2 separate regions of the Rattus norvegicus genome follow, and region 2 is linked to region 1. A link is a contact called in public Hi-C data. All regions are on one chromosome and are shown on one strand. The core of a region is the stretch at or near the end of the contact, and the rest is flanking DNA. Distances in the headings are between cores, read along the strand shown. Region 1 holds the start of Eif4a1l (eukaryotic translation initiation factor 4A1 like). Region 2 holds the start of Gabarap (GABA type A receptor-associated protein).

The links. Hi-C and Micro-C count contacts between places; a contact is called where the count stands out from the background.
Region 2: a Hi-C map of kidney shows a contact between it and region 1, with 2.9 times the contacts expected there. The contact joins the promoter of Gabarap here to the promoter of Eif4a1l in region 1. A contact is called at or near these places in 4 of 12 Hi-C or Micro-C datasets (frontal cortex, kidney, mammary epithelial cells and 1 more) and 1 of 1 datasets of contacts at active chromatin or transcription factors (oligodendrocytes).

The regions. Positions count from the first base shown.
Region 1 is chr10:54,883,586-54,889,798 of GRCr8, reverse strand. Eif4a1l (eukaryotic translation initiation factor 4A1 like) reads right to left here and starts at 2,017. Exons shown (of 2, transcript XM_039087310.2): 1 at 1,274-2,017. The coding sequence starts at 1,929. It overlaps Eif4a1 (eukaryotic translation initiation factor 4A1), which reads left to right and starts at 1,197. Exons shown (of 11, transcript NM_199372.3): 1 at 1,197-1,235; 2 at 2,512-2,560; 3 at 2,721-2,853; 4 at 3,195-3,334; 5 at 4,371-4,539; 6 at 4,861-4,970; 7 at 5,061-5,204; 8 at 5,281-5,418; 9 at 5,504-5,593; 10 at 5,836-5,915; 11 at 6,027-6,213. The coding sequence starts at 1,213. The coding sequence ends at 6,171. It overlaps Senp3 (SUMO specific peptidase 3), which reads left to right. Exons shown (of 11, transcript NM_001013116.2): 11 at 1-354. It overlaps Snord10 (small nucleolar RNA, C/D box 10), which reads left to right and starts at 4,621; the gene lies at 4,621-4,762. It also overlaps LOC120095401 and LOC120095433.
Region 2 is chr10:55,211,084-55,217,252 of GRCr8, reverse strand. Gabarap (GABA type A receptor-associated protein) reads right to left here and starts at 3,788. Exons shown (of 4, transcript NM_172036.4): 1 at 3,593-3,788; 2 at 2,973-3,051; 3 at 2,715-2,833; 4 at 466-1,282. The coding sequence starts at 3,682. The coding sequence ends at 1,217. Ctdnep1 (CTD nuclear envelope phosphatase 1) reads right to left here. Exons shown (of 8, transcript NM_001100494.1): 7 at 5,807-5,891; 8 at 4,784-5,413. The coding sequence ends at 5,353.

The DNA of each region.
Region 1 (6,213 bases), core at 768-3,267:
GACCCTTCCTAAGAAACTCCAGTTCCTTTTTGTTTCTCCACCCAATTCCCTTTGGATTTTCATATTTAAATGTTTGATTTCTGTATTTTGTTTTCTTTGCGAGTATGTTGATTTCTGATGGGAAGGGAATGGCCACATAAATGTCCCCTTCTCCCTTTCTAGGGGAATGTTGCCTTGTGGCCTAGGTGAAGCATTCACTCCTCCTTCCATGTTCTGAGGGCAGGAAAGCAGTGTGGGGGTGGTGGGCACAAAGGGATTACTGCCTGCCAGATCTTCAAACTTTTTTTTATATATATAAATATATATAAAAATGCCACGGTCCTGCTCTGGTCAATAAAGGATCCTTTGAAGATATGCAAGTGGTGGTCTTCCTTGAGGGGCCTTAAAATAGTGGATGTGCTTTATCTCAGGCCTTCAAGCTAATGCTATTAGCTATCCCCTTTTCAGGTCTTCATCTTAGAAACCAGCTTTTTATATATGCCAATCCCAGGGGAGCAGATGGCAGTAAGGATGTGAATTACAACTCATGAATAAAGGAGCCTAGGAGAAACTGGGAACAGACACTAAATGAGCCAGTGATGTTGAGTGGGTCAAGATCCCTGACAGATTATCTGCCCTGCTCCCGCCCTAATGCCCTTTTGCCCAAAAATGGATTCCATCCTTTTTCTCCAGTCGGGGAAACTTACTATCCAATGAAATATCGCTACTGTTCTGTCATTCTGCTGAACCAAATACACCATTCTTTCCTGAACCGAAGAATAAATAAAACTTGTATCCTGTAGAAACCTGGGTAAAGGAAAGTGGCAGTCCAGACTGCCCGGAAGTCCCTGGAGGCTAAGGCCTCACCCCCGTGGCTTGATAGGACCTGCTGAGCCACATGACTAAGGCACGATCGCCTCCGCACGTGTAAAGGTGCTGGGTTCCAAGATGGCTGCCCCGCCGCGAGGCCCGACTTAAGTATGTCACTTCCGCACCAGCAAGAAAGGCGGGCCCTTCAGCCAATGAGGCTGCAGGGCGGGGCTCAGCCATGATAGGCTTTCAAACTACCCAATAGGGCGTCCGAGCTAAAGCGCCTACAAAGTAACGTCACGTCGAGTTGCAGAGCGCCGGCAGGCGGGGCAGAGGCGGCCAAGCCAATGCGATGGCTGGGGCGGGGTCGGACGCTCTATAAGTTGTCGATAGGCGGGCACTCCGCCCTAGATTCTAAGGATCATGTCTGCGAGTCAGGATTCTCGGTAAGAAAGGCATTTGCAAGAGGTTAATGGCTACTTACCCCGCAGCTCCCTTCCGAAGGTCCCGCCGGGGAAAAGTTGAGAGACCCATCGCACCAAACCTACCAGGTTGCGGGAGAATCGAACCGGGAGGAACCGTCCGGGGAGGGGGGGGAAATCCCATGGCCGACGCTGACACCAGTGTGGATACGGGAAAGGACGGCCTGGATAGGGCGGAGGGCGCGAGGTTCGTCACGAGGCCTCGGCCTGTGGGGATGCCGTACGCGAAGCTTGGGTACTGAAAGGCAAGATGAGGTCGCGACATAACGTGGGAAAAAGAAGAGGCGGCTGTGCGGCCCGGAGCCGGCTGGTCTGGTTGCCTCCCTATGTTGGGCAGGGCGTGCGCGCGAGGGTTCCGGAGAATTCTGGCGGTACCACTCGCGACAAGCAGGGGTGCCTGGGTCTTCAGCGAGTCCCTTCGTCGCGCTTGGAATGTGGGTCGGGGAAGAAGAAACCGGCCGTTCGGGGTGCTGGTTTTCTTGACGGCCAGGACAGAGCCTAACCCGAAGGAGCGGCCGCGTGAGGCACCAGGAGCCCACCCGGCGCCGGGCGGGCGGGTCCATTTTGCCGCACAAGCCGGGCAATTGGCAAACTGCGGATGGGCAGGTCCACTTTCCTTCGGGGGTGAGCGGCCTGAGGTATGGGAGGGCGACGCCATTTCTCGACGGGGGCGGGCGGGCTGCGGATTGTTCCATGGCGGGGGAGACGCCACCGAGTGGCGGAGCGAAAGAGCACATGGCCGCTTGAGAGATTCCCCTCCCCCAGTCTGCTTCGCTTGTCTGTTGTGCAATCTCCCCCTTTGCTAGCGCGGCTGGGGCTCATTGTGCGCGAGGCCGCCACCGCCCGCGGCCTCCCACATCCGGGTACTGTGGAGGGGGGCCGGCCGGAGGGAGTGGGGGAGGGCGCGGGCGGCATGACGTGGGGGGGAAGGGGACGGCCCACCCACGGAACTTGGAGGTGGAAGGCGGGACTTCCGGTGGCCTTGGTGTTCCGGATGGAGGTGCACACGCTTTGATCCGCCAGACCCAGAACATGTGGGCCTGGCAGCAAAGACCGCATCTCGGCGCCGTGTGTGTGTGAATGAACTCCTCTACAGCCCCTTGATCTTAAAGGAGGGTCACCCTAAAGTGCCTCTGGATGGTCCTTTGGGAATAAGTGGGAGTGTTGGATCGGGAATGGGCTAGTTGCTTGCATGCTCTAATCAAAGCATGAAAAAAAAACTAGTGCTTTGAATCAACAGATCCAGAGACAATGGCCCCGATGGGATGGAGCCGGAAGGCGTCATCGAGGTAAGACTAGAATCTGTGGTCGCCACTTTATTATGTCCGAACAGGCATTTCCTTATGGTGACATAGACCTTAGATATTTAGGACGGTGGAACAGAGCAGTAGGGTGGGGCGACTGCAGCTTTGGTATAAACTAAATTTATTCATTTTTGGTATCCTGCAGAGTAACTGGAATGAGATTGTGGATAGCTTCGATGACATGAATCTCTCAGAATCCCTCCTCCGTGGTATTTATGCCTATGGTTTTGAGAAGCCCTCTGCCATCCAGCAGCGAGCTATTCTTCCTTGTATCAAGGGTAAGACTCATTATCAGGCTAGATATGGACTGTCCTGATCTGCATAGTGTGTATGGGGTTGGTGGTGGGCATAGCAATGGGGGTTGGGGGGACAACAAATTACCTTTCCTAGCTTCTTGGTTCTGGGGTTTTATTTTGTCATGCCTTAGAGGGGGTTGCCATTTCCAATTCGAGGCCTTTATTATTGCTTTATGTCTAACCTAGCCAGCTGTGTTTGAGTTCATAATGTTCTGGTAGATGGCACCAGCCTTGTTCCATTACTGATGTCAGGAAGTCTCACAGGTGTCCTCTGAGCCTAAGGTGCAGACTTTTTACACATCTAACTCTTGATCTGGTTGTAGGTTATGATGTGATTGCTCAAGCCCAGTCTGGGACTGGGAAAACAGCTACATTTGCCATATCCATTCTGCAGCAGATTGAATTAGATCTAAAGGCCACTCAGGCTTTGGTTCTGGCACCCACTCGTGAATTGGCTCAGCAGGTAAGATTGGTGTTTCCAATTCTATATGACTGCTTTAAGAGTTCAAGAAGAGTCTGCCAGTGGTGATGATACTGGTGACCCAGGCATGTGGAGCACTTCAATTTTAAGGCCAGTCTGGTCTACAAAACTAGTTCCAGGACAGCCAACACTTAGAGAAAGCTTGTCTTAAAGAGACAATTAGAAGATCAGGTCAGGTACGCTCTTGTATGCCACTGGGATTTGTTGACAGCTTCTAGATCTATTGAGATTGGTTTGCCTAATTACTAACAACTTTTCTACCAGGAAAAAAAAGCACTTTAAATCCATTTTCTGAGTCAAATAAGGAAGGGAAGAGTATTGTTAGAATCTAGCTGGCTGGGCAGGTTAAACTGTGTTTACAACAAACATACCACCCCCTGGACATGGGCAAGGAGACACCATGTTGGTGGTGTTGTTCCTATATCAGTCAGGGGCAGAGCAGATGTAGGCCTTTGTTCATCCTAGCTTGATGCCTGGCTTGGTGGCCAAAGCTGTTTCATGCCTAGGGCACATGAAATCCTGGTGCTAGTCTGTTAACTACTATTTCAAGCCTAGTGATCACTGAAGCAAGCATCTGGGTAGCAATGTAAGCAAGACGTGATAAGAGGATTGACACCTTAGAACCCTGTAGATCTACTTATTTTGGGGGTTTGCTTATGAGCTCAGCATGGATCACTAAGTCTTGGTTCTGTAGCAGGGATGGAATAATCACCTTGTGGGTATAGATAGGGCTGTGTTCATAATCTCAGCCTTTGGAATGGAGTAGTAGGATGTAGTGTGAGTTGTTTGTAGAGCTGGCCTGGTTTTTATGAGGCTGCATGTAGAGTGGGAAACTTACTGTGAACCTGTGTGGACGGATCCAGCATTGCCATTTGGTGGCGGTATTGGTGGTGTTGGAAGAGGATTAAGTGGATTCCTGTTTCTCAGTTGCTAAGAGTGGGATAATTCCTGTCTGTAATAAGAAAGACTTAACTCACTGGTACTGCCCAAGTTAATGTAGATGCCTTTCTACATTTAGATTCAAAAGGTGGTTATGGCACTGGGAGACTACATGGGTGCCTCTTGTCATGCCTGTATTGGGGGCACCAACGTGCGTGCTGAGGTGCAGAAGCTGCAAATGGAAGCTCCCCATATCATCGTGGGCACCCCTGGCCGGGTGTTCGATATGCTTAACCGGAGATACCTGTGTGAGTGCCATGGAACAGTTGTTGGGCTCTTTTCTACATTTCATTTCCTTGGATGAGTTTTCCTTTAGTTGGAATTGAGTTGCTCTGTGATGAACCCCATGCGTGTCATCTGAGCCTGGCTTCCCTGTTAACCTTAGCCCAGGTAGTGTTCTACTTACCAGGGCTTTTGCATGACCTATCAGGGAAGCCGAGGGCAAAGGATCAGTCCTTGCATTCTGAGAGCAGACTGTCTGCCTTCTGCCTGCCTTATCAAGAGACCTCAATATATTTCACATTTGTCTGATTACTATATGTTGGGGTTTTTTTTTTCCTGCCATCTAGCACCCAAATACATCAAGATGTTCGTCCTGGATGAAGCAGATGAAATGCTAAGCCGTGGGTTCAAGGATCAGATCTATGATATATTCCAAAAGCTCAACAGCAACACACAGGTAAAACAGATGGTGTTGGAGGGACGGTGGCTCGGTTGTGATTTGATTGTACAGTGCACTCAATCATGGCTGGGGCATTTTTCCCACTAGGTAGTTTTGCTGTCTGCCACAATGCCTTCTGATGTCCTTGAGGTGACTAAGAAGTTCATGAGAGACCCTATTCGGATTCTTGTCAAGAAGGAAGAGTTGACCCTGGAGGGTATCCGCCAATTCTACATCAATGTGGAACGAGAGGTGGGGCCCAGTGCAGGAGGCGGGCCTGGTAATAAGTGTTGGGTATAGCTCCTGATTGATGTTTCCTGATCTCCAGGAGTGGAAGCTCGACACATTGTGTGACTTGTATGAAACACTGACCATCACCCAGGCAGTAATCTTTATTAATACCAGAAGGAAGGTGGACTGGCTCACTGAGAAGATGCATGCCCGGGATTTCACAGTTTCTGCCATGGTGAGTTTTCTCAGTCTTGTTAATGATAGATGTGTCTTTGTGTGTTAGGAGCCTTATGCTAGCTGCTCCTAACCTTGTTTTCCAGCATGGAGATATGGACCAAAAGGAACGAGACGTGATCATGAGGGAGTTCCGGTCTGGCTCTAGCAGAGTATTAATTACCACTGACCTGTTGGTGAGTAGATGCTCTTTTAAGGAAAGAAAGGGAGAAAATAGCCCAAGGTGATTCCCTCTCCAAAGGGCTGACTATGTGCCCTTTTTAGGAACGTAGCAACTTGGAAGAAAGCCAGGCATGTCCAAGGTCTCTGGGGAACAAGGAATACTTGTTTCCTTTGCCCTCCTTTGGCAGCCTACATATATGCTTACTAAATTAGGGTTGATAGTGTCCTCTGATGGCTTTATTCTTTCTTGACCTAGGCCAGAGGCATTGATGTGCAGCAGGTCTCCCTAGTCATCAATTATGACCTTCCCACCAACAGGGAAAACTACATCCACAGGTATTTACCTGGTCTGACAGATCAAACACTCCCTGTGCTTAAAAAAAAAAAAACACGTTCCTTTCCCCAACCTAACGCCTTTTTAAACTAACCTCCCCCCCCCCCCCCCAGAATTGGTCGAGGTGGTCGGTTTGGCCGGAAAGGTGTGGCTATTAACATGGTGACAGAAGAAGACAAGAGGACTCTTCGAGACATTGAGACTTTCTACAACACCTCCATTGAAGAGATGCCCCTCAACGTTGCTGACCTCATTTGAGGGGCTGTCCTGCTACCTGGCCCTAGCCCAGGGTTCAGTCCT
Region 2 (6,169 bases), core at 2,539-5,038, 330 kb before region 1:
CAGTGCACCAAGGGATTTGTAGTCTGTGCAGGGGCAGCGGAAAGGGGCATGCAAGATCCTCCGGAACTTCAGTTCCCAGTAAGCCACGGATTGGCGCAGGCGCAATAAGCAACTTCCCCACCACCACCACCACCACCACCAGGGGAGTGGCGGGGAGATACGAAGCTGAGGGGGGGTGAGAGCGGAAGAGTGCGCACTGACTCCCGGGAAGTGTAGGCTGGGCGGGACCAAGAAAGTGGACGAAGAAGGGATTATAACTCTCGGCCACCATACTGCCTCACTTTGTACCTTTTTACCACCAACAGGGAACCGCCCCACTTCCGGCCAGGAGAAATGGATGTTGGGAGATGAAGTTCTCCTAGTGATAATGGCACCTTCTAGTATTTGCCCTCTCTCAAATTATACTTTACAGAATCCCATACACTGGCACAACCTCTGCCAGTGACAACCAGTTAAAGACAGTCCTTTTACCACCTCCCAAACAGGAACATATCTTCTTTAATGGGAAGTAACATTTGGACATGTTTACCAAAAAATAGTTCTTTCAAACTTTCTCCATACCACCCCACACTACCAACCTCCACCTCTTTGTTTACATCACAAATACATAAATACAATTAAAGTTTCATGAGAGAATGCTTACATTATTCCACTCATCAAAAAAGGAGGAAAGACCAACATCATCAATGCCTTCCTAGTTCTCTGATCTATACCTCAATCCTCCTTTCCCACCACTGAAGTTCACAACACTTGAAACAAAAAGCCAGGAGGTAGAATGACACAGGGCAAATTCAATTCAGCTCGGTGGTTTCCTCTTTATTGATGTGCCTCCTACCTCCCCCACCCAATGTCAACCCCTTCCATCTACCCCCCAAAAAGAAGGTAGTGAAAGGAAGGGTTTATTGGGGTTCTGAGCCCAGTGGGCAGTTAGAAAGGGAATAGAAACCAAAACAATCATCCGATGTGACAGAGATCGACAATCCAGAAGTCTAAAGCAGAGTGGGAATGGAGGGTAAACAAGGGGAAAGAGAGATGTACAGCGGCTGCATCTACCATTACCCCTCCTGCTCAGAGGGACTGGAGAGACAGCCTCAAACATTAAGTGCAGGTCCTGAAGAAAGGAGATGGTGTTTGAGCCTGAAGGAGGAACTGGATGCCAAGGAAGGAGCGCCACCTCTCTTTGTAGAATGGAACCCCCACCTCCGGGACAGCAACTTCACAGACCGTAGACGCTTTCATCACTGTAGGCAATGTATAGAAAGAAGTCTTCTTCATGGTGTTCCTGAAGTAAAAGCAAAAAGGAGGTTTAAGGCAACTCATTACTCCAACCATTTATCACCAATACATTCCTCAAGAATCATTTTAAGCATGGCCTGGTAATTCCAGATGCAGGAAGGACGGAAATCTCAAGGCCACCAAGGCAACTTAAGAACCTGACTCAAAATAGATCTACAGGTACAGATCATCCATAAGCATTTGTAGGTACCAGACATGCTCCTTAGTACAAAAGGAATAAGAGAAAAGCAGACTGTCCTTATTCTCTTGCTCCTTTAGGAAATGGTGACCCTGGCTGGGCAGTGGTGGCACACACCGTCAATCCCAGCGCTTTGGAGGCAGAGGCAGGAGGAACTCTGTGAGTTGGAGACTAGCTTAGTCTACAGAGTGAGCTCCAGGACAACCAGGCTATTACACAGAGACCCTGTCTGGAAAATACAAAAAAGAAAAAGACTGACCTCAAACTCACTATACTATGCAGCCATTGACCTCCAACTTGATACTATTGCCTCAGCCTCTCAAGGGTTTGCTTGCTCTGTGGGGTGGGGGTGGGGGTGGGGGTATCTTTTAGAGGTTTTGCTTTTGAGATAGGGTCTCATTATGTAGCCCTGGAACTCCCTGTGTAGAGCACACTGACCTTGGAATTCAGAGATCTACCTCCCTCTGCTCCCGGAGCGCTGGGACTGAAGCTGTGGCATGATCACACCCAACGTGCAGTGGTTCTGTGGGTTTTTTTAATTTGGGGGGGAAGGTGTTTTTGATTTGTTTTATTTTGTTTTTACTTCTTATTTTTGATACAGGGTCTCACTAAGTATCTCTGACTCATTAGGATAGCCTCAAACTCCAAGAAATCCAGCAGCCTGGATCGGATTAAAACTGTGCTTGGACTTAGAGGATCAAAGGTGTGCACCATTATCAGTCGTTATTCAGGACTGGAACTTCTAACACCTTTAATACCAGCACTCAAGAAGCAGAAGCAGGAAGATCTCTGAGCCTGAGGTCAGCCTGGTCTACATGTCAAGTTTTAGTGCAGTGGTGGCACACACCTTTTGTTAAGCCTAGCCCAAGGGAGGCAAAACCAAGTGGATCTCTGGAGTTCAGAGGCCAGCCTGGTCTACAAGAGGGGGTTCCAGGACAGCCAAGATTACAAAGAGAAACCCTGTCTCCGAAAGAAAAAAGAACAACAACAACAACAACAAAACCAACAACACCACCACTCCTCAAACTATTTTTTTGACATCTGGGACTCTTGGATAAGGGAAAGAGACTTCCTTAGGTAGTAAGAGTCCCAGTCAAAACAACTCCACCAGCTCATACCCTCTCTCCTCCCACTGCTATTAAGATCCCAACCCAGGACTTTATTGACCTTTTAAAGCTAGTAAGCCAACAGGAACTGCTGACCTTTTCTTTCCTCTCCAAACACGGCCATGGTACTATACCTGGTACAGCTGACCCATCGTGGCACTGGTGGGTGGAATGACATTGTTGACAAAGAAAAACAAGGCATCTTCAGCACGGAGATGAATTCGCTTCCGGATCAAGAAGTAGAATTGACCAACTGCCCAAAAACAGGAGATACAAGAAAGTCAAAGAGATCGTAGGTGCCACCAGAAAACAGCTGCCAGGTGAAGCCTCCTCCCACAGAGATGGCAGGCCCACCCACAGAAAGAAACATACACCATGGGTCAAGCTCCCACCTGTAAGATCAGAAGGCACCAAGTATTTCTTTTTGTCCAGGTCCCCTATCCGAGCTTTGGGAGCTTTTTCCACTATCACCTGATGAAAGGAAGGTACGAATGAGATTTTAAAAAACGTACAGCTATATCGATGAAGAACTCAAGGTACAATATTTCCTTGTACTGAAGCCTATTGCAATCTCATTTCTTAATAATATTTATCCTTACATGCGTGGTGTATCAACATTAGGTCCAGAGATCCTGGCCTCACTGTCTTACCTAAATATTGAGAATTGATCCCAGAACGGTTCATCACAATAACTATTTTCATCAGTGAATACAGGATAACTTGTTTAGGTCAAAAAAAATCTACCTTAAATCTAGCTACTTGGGAGCATGGCCATGGAAACTCTGGTTGTCAAGCTCACTAAGGCCTCCATTCTGAGAAATTCCCAGGTCTCACTCTCTCCCGTCCACATCGCACTCCCAGCTCTACTTCTTCAGACCTCTCGCCCTTGGTACCAGAGACAAGAGTTCTAACCTCAAGGCAGACTGGAGTCTGACCTCGGCTTTCCCAGACTCAAGCCTAGTTTGTGGCGACAGCGTCAGCGACGCTAGCGTCGGCCCTGGCTAGTCCTTACCGGGACCCGGTCTGGGTATTTCTTTCGGATTTTCTCGCCCTCAGAGCGGCGCTTCTCGAACGGATGCTCCTCTTTGTACACGAACTTCATTCTCCCGAGAACCGGGCTGGACCGAGCTGGGCTGAGGGAACCCAGGGGGGGGGCCGGGACAGGGGACGGCGGCGGAGGCGGCTTCGACGAACAGACTCAGCGGAGCGATCCACGAATTTGCGCCACTTCCCTATTCACCAACCCCGCCCCCGACCGTCCGGACCGGCCCCGCCTGCTGACATACACCACGAGCTCAGCTTGCTAGCGCAACCCGCTGCTCCGTCCTCTTACGCCTTCAGCGTAACTGCTTTGGAATCAATTTGTGAGTTACGCGTATGACATCGCAGATAAGGTTGCTGTCGTTTCAAGTCAACTGAAAAATCCTTCCCCAGGTAGCCCCACAGTACAAAGCAGAGGACGAGAGTGGTACTAAGTGGCAGTCGTGAGATTTAGTTCTGCAGTTATTTTCGGAAATTACGTTAGGGAAAGGCAATTACAAGTCTAGATATTCATGAAACGTGTTGCTACGCTGAAGGTGGCCGTTGACACCAAAACAAAGTAGTACCCAAGGTGTGAATAAGGATACCATAAGACGGAGAAGAAAGAGGTTTGCAGACACAGCGAAGGCTCAAGACTCAGGCGGACCAATAGAAACTGCAAAAATCCCAAAGATAGGGACTATATCAGGGCGGAGGAACACATCCCGGAGTGTTGCAAACAAAATCATGTGACCTCAGAAAAGGGCGGAGAATCACGTGGCGAGGGCCAAAATGTAGTCCCGGCTCTGGAGAGGAGGTGCCAGGAAAGAGGGCTCCGCCCCAAGTTATTGCCGGAGTGCCAACAGCTCGTAGGCAGCGCCCTCTCAGCCTGTCCACGTCAACTTCCCAGTCAAGCCCAGCCTTTCTCCAGCTGTTTGCCCTTCGAGGGTTCTAGATTTTTTTCCTCTTCAGCCTTCTATGTCCTAAAGTTGCTCTTCCACTGTGCATCAGGGACTCTATCCAGTCAGTGGGGCTTTTCCAGCCAAACACCGGCATAAATTACTTTATCCCTGTGCTGAATCCCACTTCCGCACTCCAAACAGCATCTTGCCCCTCTGCTTCAGAGGCAGAGCAAATGTAACAAAGTTCCCTCCAAAAACATCAGAGAAGGATCTAGGGCAGCTTTGGTTTCAAAGTTATAATGCATGGTTTAAAAGAGGAAGGAAGAAAGGAGCTGATTACAGGTATTGGGGGGTTGGGGAAAGAAAAAAAATGAGGAAAAGTAAGGAAGGGACAAGACTGAGGAAGATCCAGTGGCCCGAAATCCCAGTCCCCACCCACAGCCCAGCCCTTGGAGCAGGAGTGAAGAATTAGATCAGTTTTGTATAAGAGTTTTTAAAAAATCAAATCACAACAAAGTTGAATTGGCTTCTTTTGAGCCTCTGGGATATGTCTGTCACTCTGGCCAGTCCTGCCTCTTCACCAGACGGTTTCGGTTCCCCTAGGCCTTCGCCTGTCCCAGTCTGGCATTTCCACGGAGTGTGAACACAAAGAGTGAGGCTGCTTCACAGTCTGGCCCATGTGTCCATCCTGACTCCGTAAGCGGAGTGTAGGGCTCCCAGGGCAGAGAGGGGCGGGAGGAGCAGACTCTGCCCAGGCAGTCCTCACACTGGACAGGGCTACAGACGGCCGTCCGAAGAGTTCTCCCTCCCTTTCCCCTCCACCCCAACTCAGGTGGAGGGGGAGCAGCTGTCACCAGAGCCTATGTTGGTGAAGGTTTCGGCTCAGCACCGATCGGACATCAGCAGTGAACCTGGAATGACAGGAACTTGCGTTGGTGGACTACCTTACAGTTGACAACACTAACACAACGGAGTCTCACTGGACAAGACACAACTCAATAACACTTTCACACAGTGAAACTGGACAGAAGCCAAAAGGGTACGAGTAATGAGTAGGAAGACCTGGCCCACACACTTAAGTTCTGAATGCCTTTTCCCCCCCAATTCTTTTAGATTTCCCACACCTCTTTTCCTTGGCAATCCAAATCCTGCCAGTTTTGGTAGTGTACTCCTGTAATCACAGCACTGGAGAAGCGAAAACAAGGTCCAAGAAGCAAGTTCCAAGCCAGCATAGGCTACATAAAAAGAATTTGTCTCCAAAAAAAAAAGAACAAAACCTATAGTCTACAGGCCACCTCCCTTACCTGAGGGCGTCCAACATTGGGAGAAGGTTGAGAAGGGCTGTGTCACTGGGGTCACTGAACCAGGATTTGATGGGGATGGCATTGTCTAGGGTAGGTAAAATTAAAATTGAGAAAATGCAAAAAATTCAGAAGAGCCTATGAGACTTTCCTCAATATTATTACTTATAAGTCCCCATTTTTCACCCACCAAAAGTCAATCACCTAAAATCTTCTTTTTCCTTAAATGTCAAAGTGAATTAATAGACTTCCCAACAGCTTGAGGTTAGAGTTCTGGTCAAACTACACCTGTGCCTCACTCGAAGTGAATTTAATAAAGAAGTCCCATTTATAGTCTTATATCCCATATAAGAGTGGATACCTCAT